2 separate regions of the Mus musculus genome follow, and region 2 is linked to region 1. A link is a contact called in public HiChIP or PLAC-seq data. All regions are on one chromosome and are shown on one strand. The core of a region is the stretch at or near the end of the contact, and the rest is flanking DNA. Distances in the headings are between cores, read along the strand shown.

Region 1 (7,379 bases), core at 2,082-4,581:
CATACATACATAGACATACACACACATATATACACACAGACACACACAGACACACACACACACATATTCACACAGACCCTCTCACACACAGATAAACACACAGACACACTCACCGATGAAATAGACACACACAGAGACACACACAGACCCACACACATACACACAAACACAGATTACACACACTCACAGATGATACAGACACATACACAGAAACACACACACACACACACACATACACACACAGTCACAGCAACAGAGCAATAAGCAGACGATAAATGCCTGATTGTACTGCCATGACTGGGGAGTCAGGGCAGACAGAGACAGGGCCATCAGAGGTGCCTCTCTGTGCTGGAAACCTTGGTCCCTGTGAGGTCCTTTACTAGTCACCGTCCATTCAGCGTGGTCACTTTTAAATAATGAAATATAGTATTTAGCTTGCAGCATGGCCCCTGGCAGGGGCTCACTTGGAATACAGGAGTCTACAGCGAGGTGAGGGTCCTGGTGGCCTGCACGTGACTACTTATCGTTTGGATTCTGACTATTCCCTGAAAGTCCATATCTTAAAGACTTGGTCCCAGTATATGATGCTACTGGTAGTGGTGGAACCCTGAGGAAGTGAGGTAGTAAGAGAAAGTGATGTCATTAGGTGTGCTGATGTGAATGAGAGTAGCCCCTATAGGCTCATATGGTTGAATACTTGGTCTCCAATCGATGGACCTGTTTTGGAAGGATTAGGTGTGACCTTATGTACATCAGGGTGTTGTTTGGGAGTGGACTTTGAGGTTTTAAAAAGTCCACTTTATTCCTAGTCAGGATTCTCTGCTTCTCCCTCCCTCCCACCCCCACCCCATGTGTGGATAAAGATGCAAGCTTTCGGCTATGGCTCCATGTCACATCTGCCTGTTCGCTGCCATGATCCCTACCATGAGGGCCTCAGATTCACTCTCTGAACTATAAGCCCCTAATAAACTCATTCCATAAGCTGCCTTGGCCATATTATCTTATCCCAGCAGCAATAGAAAAGAAACTAAAACACAGAAATGTGCTCTGAAAACCTCTCTCTCTCTCTCTCTCTCTCTCTCTCTCATTCTGCTTTTGGCTTCCATAAGGGAAACAGGTATTCTGCACCTATCACTACCTCTATGAGGTACTATGCTGCCATAGGGCTGAGCAACCATGGACTAAAGTCTCTGAAACCATGAGCCAAAAATAGATAGATAGGTAGATAGATAGATAGATAGATAGATAGATAGACAGACAGATAGATAGATAGATAGACAAACAAACCTTCTGTCCATATAAGCTGACTATCTCAAGTGTTTTATCACAGTAACAGAAAGCCCCTGAACACCTCCCAAGGGTGAACACTCTCAATGATTCATAGGAAAGCCCTTAGATGAGGTGCTTGTGGCCCTAAGAGAGCTGGGGAGAAGGGAGGAGCTGAGATCACCCACTCAGGGCTGTGACACAGGAAGAGCAGGGACAGACAGAGGCTGTCTCTCTTGGCTTGTCCCAGCCTGGAGCCTGAGACACATCTTGTTAAAAGTATGATTGAGGTTTACAGTCAAATAAACAGACCTCCAGTTTCACCTGGCAGGTACACGCCTTTAGTCATTAAGTAGTATTAGGGATGTTTAATTAATGTAATTATAACACAACAGGAACAAGGCCATCTGTGTCATGTCTAAAGAACACACAAGAACCAAGGAAACAAGCTGAGAAGCCCGTATTTTAAAATCTTGGAACACTAGAGAGAAGATATACTTCCATTGATAACGAGCCACGTAAGCGAGGGGATCTGGCTTCAATCCCCAGAACTTACGTAGAATAAACAAACAAACAAACATCTGGGCACAGTAGTGCACTTCAGTTCCCAGAACTATAACAGAGGAGACAGGCAGATTCTCAGAACTTGCTAGTCAGCCAGCCAAGCCTGGCCATTCAGTGAGCTCCAGGCCACTGGGAGACCCTGGTTCAAAAAAACCCAAGCTACTTGAGAATCAAATCCCTGGGCGACTGTAGCTTCCAGACACATGCAGACACACACCCCATTCGCCCTTAGCTTCGAAGCTTCCTGGTGAGTCTAACTGTCCCAGTGGGTCCCACCGGAACCCAGAGGCAGCCACCATCTTTTTGAGACAGTGTCTCTCATTGACCTGCAACTCAACAATTAGGCTCTGATCCTCTGGGATCTGCCTGTCTCTGTCTGACATCCCAGGACTGGGATTATAAACACGTGTGACAGCTGTGATTCTTGTTAACCTGGCCACATCTGGAATTAACTAAAACCTAAGAGGCTGGATACACCTGTGAGGGGTTTTTTCTTAATTCATTTGAAGAGTTAAGAAACCACCTTTTATCCGGATCTTTGAGGTGGGAAGATCCACCTTTAATCTGGGCCACAGTTTCTTGTGGTGACCTCTGTAAAGGACATGGAAGAAGGAAGCTTTTGCTCTCCCTTTGTTTGCTTTCCTTTATTGGCAACTCCATTCCTTCACTGACCACTTCTTGGGATTCTGGTGTAAACTGAAGAGCAGCTGAGATATCCTGTTTCATTCAGTAAACTACTACTAGACTCTTGGACTTTCTGTTGGTAGACAGCCATTGTTGGACTAGCTGGATCACATCCTGTAAGCCACTCTAATTATATATATATATATATATATATATATATATATATATATATATATATATATCTTAGTTAGGGTTTTACTGCTGTGAATAGACACCATGACCAAAGCAACTCTTATAAGGACAACATTTAACTGGGGCTGGCTTACAGGTTCAGAAGTTCAGTCCATTATCATCAAGGTGGGAACATGGCAGCATCCAGGCAGGCACGGTGCAGAAGGAACTGAGAGTTCTACATCTTCATCTGAAGGCTGCTAGCAGAATCCTGGCTCCCAGGAAGTTAGGACAAAGGTATTAAAGCCCACACCTACTCCAACAAGGCTACACCTCCCAACAGTGCCACTATCTGGGCCAGCATATACAAACCATCACAGTATACATAATTTATATATAAATACATATAATAAATAATTCTTATATAAAAGTAAATACATATACATACATACATACATAAATACACGTATACACATATATAACAGATACATATACGATTTAGATATACAGTTATACATATTCACTCTATTAGTCCTGATCTGTTCCTCTAATATGGCATGCACCCCCCACGCTTAGCTTTTTACGTGACTTCTGAAACTTGCACTTAGGTCCGTATGCTTGTAGCACAAGTGCCTTACGGACAGAGCCATCATCCTACCCTGGCATGTGGTGCTTTCACTGGAAGCATGTCATTTCCTCTACTGTATCTGATCACGTGTGTGAAGAGTCTTGATTGAAGAGCGGCTGGCTTTCAAGCACAGAGGCTGGCAGAGTTTGCAGATTCTGGCAGGAAAGACCGCCCAGCCCCCACGGGAGTCACAGACAGAAACCACAGGCTGTGAAGAAGACACTGAGGCCTTCCACATTTCTCTTCAAAGAAATGTCCTCTTCAAATGGCACTGTAATCACACGTGGCAGCACGACCCTACACGCAGTGTTTGTACTGGACAGACAACTGCAGCCTTTGTATTGCTGGGGGCAGAGGTCAGCTTGGGGCAGTGTCTTCCAACCAGAAGAGAGAGAGAGAGAGAGAGAGAGAGAGAGAGAGAGTGTGTGTGAATGTGTACATGTGCACATACTGCCTGTGGAAGCCAAGAGGATAATTCACCAGCTACCATCTGCCTCAGTTTTCAAGACAGGGTCTCTCACAGACCTGGAAGTTGCTTAGTGGACTAGGCTGACTGGCCATCAAGCTCCAAACACCTCCACAACCCTGGAATTACAACCCTGTGCTTTTTATATTTTATTTCTGTTCTTTTTAAACATGGGTTTGGGGAAATTGAACTTCCACTTCTTGGATTGAATTATCACCCAAGCAGCTCAAAGATTTCTTTTATTTTTTTATTCTGTGTGCGGGGAAGGGTATGTGCGTGTGTCCGTGCAGTTCAGAAGATGTCGGAGCCCTGGAGTCAAAGTTACAGGTGGTTGTGAATCACCGGATGTGGGTGCTGAGATGGGTCCTCAGGAAGAGCGGTGAGGGATCTTAACTGTGAAGACAGCTCCAGCCCCCTGGCAGGATTTTTGATATTTTCTATAACAACCAAAACCCTGGAGCCTGGAGCAAGCCTTCCGTTGAGATACTGAGAGTCAGACAGGTCGTTCTTTATTACCATCATCTTTCTCTGGCAGATGTGCTTTCCTGTGCTCTCTCGTGGTGTGGCAGTGTTTTCTGATGATGTTAGAAGGCCGACCCACAGAGAGCTGTTGCTGGTGGCTTTGCAGAGCGCTTACATCATTCCACGCCCAAAGCAAAGATGAGTCTTAGCTGTTCCACGTGCTTGCCAGTGCTGGGGAGGGAAATTTTAGTTTTTAACATATTTTTTTTTTTTGAGACCTGGTTTCAGTCTATAGTTCAGGCTGGCCACGAACTCATGATGATTCAGCTTCCCAAGTGCTGGGGTCATAGAGGCACGAGCTGCTTAATTTCAGATATTCTGATCCGTGAGTATGTTCCCGCTATCTCTGTAACAGCAGGGGGTGGGGGGAAGGGAGCTACAGTGTACTCATCATTATTGCATGATTATCTCCCTTCCTCAGTATAGATTGATTGATTTATTTTAGTATATGAGTACACTGTAACTGTACAAACAGTTGTGAGCCATCATGCTGGGAATTTAGGACCTCTGTTCGCTCCAGTCCCTTTGCCCAGCTCGCTCTGGCCCAAAGGTTTATTTATTATTATTTTTAAGTACACTGTAGCTGTCTTCAGACACACCAGAAGAGGGCATCAGATCCTATTACAGATGGTCGTGAGCCACCATGTGGTTGCTGGGATTTCAACTCAGGACCTTTGGGTGGCTCTTAACCATTGAGCCATCTCTCCAGCCCCCCTTCCTCAGTATAAATGGCTTCTAGCTGGTTACATACTTGCCCGGCGAGTGAGGACCCCACGCTTTCCTCATGTCAAGAGTCTTGTAACTCTGAAGAAGCCTGAGTGGTCCACAGGTTGGACTTGGGTGCCAGTGGCCTTGAGCAGGTCAGCCTCTAAACAGAACCGGAACGGACTAGAGGAAGAAGCGAGAGAGAAGAAGGGAGAAGCCCTAACAGTGGGGACCTGACTGCACCTGGGAGACTTTGGATGGCAGCAGATGCTACAAAATGACCACTGCCTATGGCCAAGATTCCTGTTTGAGGGAAAAGCCATACAAGTATTATGTGAGAAGCTGGAGGTCAAAGACACCCCTCCCCACCTCCTGTCGCCGCCCTTGCCACCTCCTTTAGAAAAAAGTAACCCAGGTGTTGCTCTGTATCTGTACCTAGTGGCAGGATTCGGCCACACTGTAGGCCTAAGCAGAAAAGTTTTAGAAAACAAGTACCCTACCGGGAGACTGGGAGAACGTGGTAGGAGAAGGTGCAGAAAGAATGTAGGATCCAGAGGCTAGGGACTACAGCCATGAAAGGGTGCATGTGACATTGTGCTCCTGAAGTGACTGTGGCTCTAGAGGTCTGCACAAGACCTGTACTAAACTAAGTCAACAAGGCTGGTCAAAATCCTAGTTGGTAGTACTAATTGGACTGGGGGCCGGGTGAAGAGGGGAGCTGTCTAGAAGGAACAGGAGGCAGGAGGCAGTGGTGGGAATGACTGAGATTGTATAAGGAATTGTCAAAGAATAAACAGATAGGTTTACAAAATTGAATAAATATTCTTTCTCAGAGGAAAGCTTTCTTCCTAGGATCCACACAGACACAAAACCATAGACAGTCACATCTGTCACATGTTTAATGTTTAATGTTAACCAGTGGAAATCATAGCGGTTTCCATATGTCAGTTGCCATCAGGCCTAGAACATTGGGTAGTTATTGTGATCTCAGAACAGGGACTTTCTGGTCCTGCTGCTCTGAGGAAGTGAAGAGACCACACTTAGCAACATTTAGATAATGGTTTCCCTTGAGCCTTGAGATGCCACCACCAAGAAACACCAAGCATAGCTCAGAGAAGAGAGGAAAACACCCAGAAGAAATTTCAGTGGAAGCTGATGTAGGTAAGCTCCAACTGGTGGTGAGAGATATTGGGGTAACATCCTAGCTGCTGAGTAGAGTTGGGGAACACTTAGTTCTGTTGAGTATCTTGGGAGGAAGTGACAATAGGTATCAGACAATAGACAAAGGGGGGTGGGGGACAGGGAGGTCCCATGGCTCTGGCAGCTGGTGGCAGCTTCACCTTGAAGGTCAAAAAGGGCGATGCTAACTAAGCTGAGGTGGGTTTGCGTGAGAGTCTCCTCTCCTGTCCCCCGTCTTTGCCACAGTCACTGAGTCAGTTCTCCCGTGGTTGCACTGAAGCAAGACACAGCCTCTTTGGAAGATGAGAAAGAGCAGCTTTGTGCTGTGTGCTCAGGGAGGTGGGAAGTACGACAGTAAGAGCCTGCTGAGGGCTAGATTATAGGCCTGAAGCCGATGCAGTTAGCACTCTGGCTTGACAGCTGAGATGCAGGGAGAGGGAACCAGCAGTGCTGTCAAGGGCAAGCAGCTCCCCCGGTCCTCCTTACACTCTGTTGCCAGGGCAGCTCTGAGATTCCCAGGGCACGCTTTAGGGAAGAGTCCTTCATGGCTTGCGGGGAGGACGAGGGGCCCAGGAAGGCACCAGGAGCATCCGGAGGCCTCCGAGGGCACCCAGGGATGACGGACACTTAGCTTGGGGAGGCTCCTCAGGTAAGGTAGATCCTGAGGTTGTGAGGGGAAGAAACATGGACAGGATGGGGGTGGCAGCTACCTTGGAGGTAAAATAACTTACATGCTGTCTCATGCTGCGTATCACATCCAGAAGACATCTCCCGGGGACCAGGGAGACACCGTGCTTACGTGACAAGCAGAGAAATCAGGCTTCTACCCCTAGAATCCATGTTAAGAACAATAACCAAGCTGGTGTGGTTGTAATCCCAGGCTGTGGAAGCAGAGACAGGTGAATTCCTTAAGGAGTTTTGGGGACTCACCAGCCAACCAGCCATCCAGCTAGGCAGGCAGGCAGGCAGGCAGACAGACAGACAGACAGACAGACAGACTACTCTGAAAGCTACAAGCCAGTAAGAGACCCTATCATAAACAGCAACAAAATAAAGATGGATGGTGCCTAAGGAATGACACTCAAGATTGTCCTCGGGCCACCATACATAGGACATGCACCCACATCCAGACATAGACATCTTATATTTCCTGAGGCAGATGCCAACCACTGCAGGTGGATAGGTATGTCTCTGTTCAGTGAAACAACCCTGGGTAGCCATGCTGCCCTGTTCTCCTGGCATGGGAGTGCCCCA
Region 2 (7,379 bases), core at 3,645-6,144, 260 kb before region 1:
GACTCTTCTGTGACACATGCCTGTCCTCGAAGCCAGTGCATTTATCTGTCAAGTCTGAAGACACTTGCGAATCGCTTAGGGAAAGTGACATCAGGACCTCAGCTCGGAGGGATGAATCATTGTGTGTTCAAGGCTCAGAGTCACAGAACTGGCATCTCCATGCAGCTGCCATCTCTGGCGATCACACACAGCTTTTGACTGTCACAAGCATGTCCTAGTAGACAGAACTAATGTACAGTCCCTCTGCCTTGCACACAGAACAGAGTAGCCACCAAAACCTCTCCCTTCTCAAAGTCTGAAGGAGTCCCTTTTGAATACTCCCCGTGACCCCACAACTGTCCTCCCACAGGAGCAGATTGCAGTAGGCGGGGGCTACTCAGAGTTAGGGTGCCAAAAGGCAGCCCAGCTTTGACACCCCTGGGCAGACTCTTCTTTGCTGAGAACTTTCTTAGTGGAACAGAGCTGTGCGGAGATGGTCTGAGCTTAGCAGTGGAGAGCCACATAGGCCAGCTAATAGCACACAGTTCAGTAGTAAAAGAATGTTCAGGTCAATGAGACTAAGGTCACTCCCAAACAAATCCTGTCCCACCAGGAGTGCTCCACACACTGGGGGTGGGGGGTGGTGATCTACACAGAGCTGCTGCTCACTCATCCACTCTCCCCTAAGGGTCTGGCTGGGTCTCCTCTTCAAGCATGACGACAGATGCTAAGCACATGGTGATTGCGTGCCTAGAGAGGGATTCTGCACACCTTGCCTTTGAAGCCCTTGAGTAAATAAGGGCACAGCTCTTGTGTGGTTTCCACTACAGGAGAAAACAGCTGGACATATACAGCACCTGACACCAGCACATGACTCAGAAAAGGAGTAGGGGTGGCCATGGACGAGGTCGCCTGCCCAGCCATGGTCACTGCCACCCAAGAAGGCTGCAGATCTTCAGAAGGAGAGGGAATGTGTCTATGCACGCCTCAGGTTCTCGGGCTCACTGTCACCGTCAGAGAAGCCCTGGAGTGCGGGGTAAGGGAGTTTTCAGAGGAAAAAGGAAGAGAACAGAGCTGGAGACCCAAGGTTGATACGCTCTAGTGTGCTCCTCGTCTGAGTCCACGGGTAAGGAGCAAGAAGGGTCAAGGATGAACTCTCTCAGCTGTGTGGCCTGCCACTGGATCATGGTCAGTGTATCAGGGTCTACACTCTTAAAGGAAACCAGCTTTCCATTTCCCAGAAGTTATGCATTGTCAGTGGCTTCGTGCCTAGGGATGGGACTTTACACCTTCCACTTCCCTCCATGCTGGGATTTGGTCTGGCTGGAGCTTTCCAAGGTCTCATGCATGTTGTCATATCAACAATGAATTTTTAAGTGTGGTTGCCCTGTTGTGTCTGGAACACACTGCTTCCCTGCCCACTGCCTCCTATACTCTCCCCTAGTCCCCTTTCCTGATGATCCCAGGGCCTTGGGAGGACAGAGTATGATACAGATGTCCTACTTATGGCTGAGCATTCCACAGTCTCTGCACTTTGACCAGTTTTGGATCTCTGCGTTAACCACCATCTACTGCACTAGAAGCTTCGCTGATGAGGGTTGAGAGACCCACTAACCTATGGGTATAATAAGACATTAGAAATCAGTTTAATACTGTGTCCATTCGCAGAAGAACAGTAGTAAGTTTTCCCCAGAGCTTATGGCACACCTGATCGCAGGTTCTTGGCCCCACAATGTTGCCAGATATGGGTTTCATCTTGCAGTGCGGGACTTAAATCTAATCAGAAAATAGTTGATTATTCCCATGATGCTCATGCTCCTACCACACCAGTGGGCGTATCCTTCTAGGCAAATAATCACTGAAGTTTGCAGGATTCACAGCTGGGAATGGTCGATAATTAGTTTTCTTCTCTGGTAGTGTACGAAGCAGCTTCCAGCACCATGTAAGCTAGGTGGTAGGGGCAAAGCTTCCAGATCTACCAGCTTGATAGCTTCACGTTCTGTGAGTCAAATATGTGACATCTTCAGCAATAAGGTCTTACCATCAAGTTCTGGAGCACAATGAAGAGCTTTGGCAGTAGCCCGTTATATTTGGGAGACTCGGGGACCTCACTAGTCAACGTGGCAACCCATTCCTGACACTGGCCTTTTAATGTGTTAGCCTGTAATGCTTAGTGGGGCTATTGCCACTTTGTTATAGAAAAACTATCTCTCTCTCTCTCTCTCTCTCTCTCTCTCTCTCTCTCTCTCTGTGTGTGTGTGTGTGTGTGTGTGTGTGTGTGCTTCAATAAGTATCTACAGTAAGTAATGGGTAGACTTCCATATGACTTTTTTCTAAATGTCTTTAGTGATATTTATTTCTCCCTAGACTTCTACCTGTATCCTGCTTTCCCAACCCCACCTCAACTCTTCCTGTCCCATTATTCTCCCTTAACCTTTATACCACTTTGTCCTATCTCTCCTCCCTTGAACCACACTCATCCCCATGTCCCTTTACTAATTCCCTGGTCTCTATGGGCATTCCAAATGAAGCATGCATATCTGAACATCCAAAGCTAACATCCACAAATGAGAGAAAACTTGTGTCAGTTGACTTTCTGAGTTCAGGTTACCTCACTCAGAATGAGTGTTTCAAGCCCCCTCCATTTATCTGAGAATTATCATAATTTTATGTGTCTTAACAGCTGAGTGGTATTCTGCTGTGTAAATATACCACATGTTCACTCATCAGTATACAGGAAAGTAATTATCCCAGTGAAGATAGGACCTAGTGCTTCACTTTCAATCTCTGATGCCCTTGCACCTGACACCTGCCCTTGTAGCAGACACCTGCCCTTGCACCTGACACCTGCCCTTGCACTCTGGAGTTAAAAAAAGAGACCAGGCAGAGAGTGGGTGTGAGGCTATGCCTTGAAGTGAATATTCTCAGTTCCTTACTGTGAAAATTCTTCCCACCCCTGGAGATGGCCCTGTCCTCCCTGAGTCCTAACATCTATGCAGACGGGAGTTCACTACATAGACACTTCAGAGGAGAATCCCATGAGCAGTCATCCGTTCCAGTACCCAAGGCCACACACTATGCTGGTAGCCATTCCTCCTTCTCCACGTGGAAGCTTGCATGTTTGAGAAGACACTTTGGAATTCAAGATGCTCTTGTAGTCTTCCAGAACTCTGTCCTCCAGTCTTGATTTCTGGAGACAAGAAAGTTTCTAGGGCCATGGGACCTTCATCTTATTGGACCTAAATATCATCATATAGAGTCATCTTCTTCATGCACCCCTGGGCTGCCTCTCCCCACCAGCTCACTCCATTCTGTGGCTCCTGGGGATATTACCTGGAATCTTTAGTGAAGGTCTTAAGGGGTATCCCCGCCCCCATTTACTTTTCTTCAGTTTATATCTGTGGTGGTTTGAATAAGAATGGTCCCCATAGACTCATCTATTTGAATGCTTAGTCACCAGGGCAGGGCACTATTTGAAAGAATTAGGGGGTGTGGCTTTGTTGGAGGAAGTGTGTCACTAGGGATGGGCTTTGAGGTTTCAAAAAGTCCACACCAAGCCAGAGTCTCCCTATCTGACTGGTAGATCAGAACGTAGCTCTCAACTCCTTCTCCGGCCCCGCCCCTGCTTCTATGGTGCCATGCTTGCTGGCATGCTGATAATGGACTAAACATCTGCAGCTGTAAGCAAGCCCCCAATTAAATGCCTCATTTTATAAGAGTTGCCTTGGTCGTGGTCTCCTCTAAGGATCTCTCAGCCTCTCCTTGTCCTCACAGGTCCCAGACACAGCTGTCCCTTAGCCTCAAATAAAAAGACTCCCAGGCACTGACAGTGGGAACTGATACTGCAAAATTATAACCATTAGCCAAGGCCTCAGCCCCTTCCTACAGGAACACCACAGGAGGACAGTGACACCCCAGCACTTCCTGTAGTCAAGCCCTGCAAACCCTGCAGCTCAAGGAGGGCCACATGGAGGTTTATCCCACAGGCTAGCAGGAAGAGGAACTGAGAGTCAGAGGCCATATAGAGCCAGGGCAGAGGTGGTGAACAAGAATGCACTAGGGATAGGAGCTCCAGGCTGAGCCTACAGCAATTCAAACTTCTACTGGCCAGAGTCAAGAGGCCAGAGGACTTCCCTTAGGATGCCTACAAGGCTTTCATCAGTTAGATGATCTGGTGTACGGGGAGTGCGATGGTTTGTATATGCTCGGCCCAGAGAGTGGCACTATTAGAAGGTGTGGCCCTATCGGAGTAGGTGTGTCACTGTGAGTGTGGGCTAAAACACCCTCATCCTAGCTGCCTGGAAACCAGTATTCTGCTAGCAGTCTTCAGATGAACATGTAGAACTCTCAGCTCCTCCCGCACCATGCCTGCCTGGATGTCTCCATGTTCCTGCCTTGATGATACTGGACTGAACCTCTGAACCTATAAGCCAGCCCCAATTAAATGTCTTCCTTATAAGAGTTGCCTTGGTCATGGTGTCTGTACACTGCAGTAAAACCCTAACTAAGACAGGGAGCTACTGTGTGTGCATGAGCTTCCGGTATGAATGGCCCAAATGTTACCAAGATAGTCCTGAGCACCCATCCCACCCCAACCCCTGCCTTGTTGATGAGCACAACAATCCAGTATCTGGGGGGGGGGGGGGAGCGGCGTCAGATCTTCCGAAGGGTGGGAATCTAGCCCCAGCATCCCAATATCCAGTCTTGACTATTTCCTGCAGGCAGATGATACCAGGAAGCCTCTGCTATCTTCCCAGAAGCTGCACAGGCCCCTTGCCATGGTAACACTATTCCAGGAAAGACAGAAGCAAAGCACACGGAAACCCTGCCAAGGTTCAGATGCTCCCAGAGGCTCTCTGCCCCATTTCAGAGGTCGTCTAATCCGAAGTCAACCCTCCTGGGGATGCAGAGCCTGGCTTCCTTCCACCCTGGAGAATTATTAACGTCGGGTTTTTAGAGGCAACCGTGCTCACATTCTATCCTAATTGCCATCAAAGGCAGGAAGGTCCAGAGTACAGACTACTGGCGGGGGCAGGTCACGTGAGGGAAAGCCGTTTCAGCTCCGAGGATGGAGCTGCTGTGACCAGATCCATAAAAGTGGGTCATAAAGCAGGAGGAAGCCTCTGGGAGCAGCCAGGTGGCTGCACTGTTGCTGAACCTGGAGTGGGCAGGGAGGGGATGTCCAGGAAATGGACGCTTTGCTGTTTATGCCCTCAAGTTCTTCCGGTGCGTGGGGGTCAAGTTCACCCCACATGGCTACTTGTAAACCTTGAAGCTCACAAGTATAAACAATCCAGACCCAGGTGCCCTGCAGCCACAAAAGGTCACAGGCATCCCCCGCTCACCACGGGAGGGCCTCACGCCATGTGACCCCTCATCCTTTTCCTTAGTACAGTCATCCTCAAAGCCCGGACTCTGTGCCAGGAGTGGCACTGTAAGTTGTGAGGGATGTGTGTTCTCAGGGCTGAAGATACAGCTCCGTGGATAAAATTCTTGCCTCGTGTGGTGGAAGAGTCACCCTAAATGTGGGTAGCACCATTTCCTGGGGTGGGGTCCCAGGCTGAATGAAGAGGAGAACAGAACAGAAAATAAGTCGCAGCAGCATGCTCGCCCTGTAACTTCCTGATTGTTGATGCAACGTGAGCTGTTTCTCAGGGCACACACGCACGCACGCACGCAAGCACGCAGGCGCGCATGCGTGCACTCTGCATTCAGATCATAAGCCAACATAGACGCTTTTTTACCTTACTAAGTAGCTCCGGTTAAGAGTTTTGTCATAGCAGTGAGGACAACAATAGACCACAAAGACATGAGAGTCTCAGTTCAGATCTCCACCATCCACATAAAAAACTGGGCACAGGGCATGCATACCTGTAGTCCCAGGATTTGAAGAGGTAAGGATGGATTCTTGGAGCTTGCTGGCTAGCCATCCCAGCCTAATTGATGAGTTAAGAGGTTCAGAACAAGCTGGGCATGGTGGCACACGCCTTTGATCCCAGCACTCGGGAGGCAGAGGCAGGCAGATTTCTGAGTTCGAGGCCAGCCTGGTCTACAAAGTGAGTTCCAGGACAGCCAGGGCTATACTGAGGAACCCTGTCTCAAAAAACAAACAAACAAACAAACAAAAACAAAAACAACAACAAAAAAAGAGATTCAGAACAATTACAGGAGACCCTTGCTATCTACTTCCAGCCTACATGTGTGTGTGTGTGTGTGTGTGTGTGCACGCGCACACATGCACACATCCACATGAACACATATATGTCCATCCATACCAAAAAGATCTAGAGAGAAGGAAGGCAGCTTCTCGGGGTCTCACGCTGCAGCCCTGCCTGCCCTGGCCCTGGAACTGGTTATGGAGACCAGGCTGGCCTTGAGCCTCAGAGATCTGTCTGAGTGCTGGGGTTAAAGGTGTGTACTATTGCACTGGCTCAGATCTTTTGACTCACACAGTGGGAGTCCCTGGGAGATAAAGGGCTCCCTACATGTGTCACAGACAATCTTCTGTGCTCAGAAATGTGAAAGCCATGTGAAACCTAACCCCTGCCTGGTATCCCAGTCCTCAAAGCTCTTTTTTTTTTCTGTGTGGGTTTTTAGAACTCTGAACGTTGGTATGAGATGCACCAAGCTTATCAAGTGTTCTATGTGTATTAACAATCCTTGGACACGAGTTCAGATTCACAGACGACATGGGCTAGGCCCATGGGAAAGTTATGCATTCACACCAAGTCTCCCATAAAAACCTGTCATTGGGTAAGGAGCCCGGCCCCTTCCAGATTTGTAACTTGAAAGGGCTTTGCCAGGTGGCGCACTGCAGACAGAGACTGTTCACCTTCACCTGTGACCAGGGGGCTGATGGGAAACAGGCTGCCTGCCTCTGACCAGCTCTGCCCCTCCCTAATCACTTCAGGCCTCTGCTCAGACAGCACATCCTCTTACACTCTCCCATGGCCCCTGCCTAAACCTGCCTGGCGGTGAATTGGGACCTCGGGAGTACTTCGAAGAACCTGCAGGAAACAGAAGAACGCAGCAGCCGTGGTCAATGCACCCCTCCTCAGAAGCCTGGGGTGTAGCAGGCATTGGGAAGTGCATCCTTCCATTCGTTCTCCTTCCGTTCGTTCAACTGTTCTACCCCTGTCAGCTCTGCTGAGCCACTGCCCAAACTCCATACTGTGAGGGACTGGCCACTGCCTACTTTCCTCAGAAGCCATGGGGCTGCGTGCAAGGTGGGGGCTACATTGTATAGCCTTGCACGGAGCTGTTCTCTGTTGACGTCCAAGAAACAATTCTTCAAGAGTGAGGAAGACGGGAGCAGTTCTAGGCCAGCCATGCTCAAGCCTTTGTCTGCACAGAAGCAGCCCTGCAGAGCTAGCTTAGACCCAGATTTCTGACCTGCTGGG

What was found. HiChIP or PLAC-seq counts read pairs in DNA pulled down with a chosen protein or histone mark.
Region 2: a CTCF HiChIP or PLAC-seq map of CD8 T cells shows a contact between it and region 1, with 6 read pairs. The contact joins two enhancer-like sites. A contact is called at or near these places in 1 of 39 promoter capture datasets (erythroid cells), 1 of 15 datasets of contacts at CTCF or cohesin (CD8 T cells) and 2 of 115 datasets of contacts at active chromatin or transcription factors (CD8 T cells and memory CD8 T cells).

The regions. Positions count from the first base shown.
Region 1 is chr13:51,797,158-51,804,536 of GRCm38.p6, reverse strand. No RefSeq gene overlaps it. Among named protein-coding and RNA genes, the nearest start is that of Sema4d, 7.2 kb to the right of the region's middle. Within about 2 kb of position 3,331, at least 77 of the 459 cell types and tissues checked have an H3K27ac peak or open chromatin away from gene starts, as enhancers often do. A contact at or near this core is called in CD8 T cells and memory CD8 T cells, where this site is marked.
Region 2 is chr13:52,058,211-52,065,589 of GRCm38.p6, reverse strand. No RefSeq gene overlaps it. Among named protein-coding and RNA genes, the nearest start is that of Gm40948, 22 kb to the left of the region's middle. Within about 2 kb of position 4,894, at least 114 of the 459 cell types and tissues checked have an H3K27ac peak or open chromatin away from gene starts, as enhancers often do. A contact at or near this core is called in CD8 T cells and memory CD8 T cells, where this site is marked.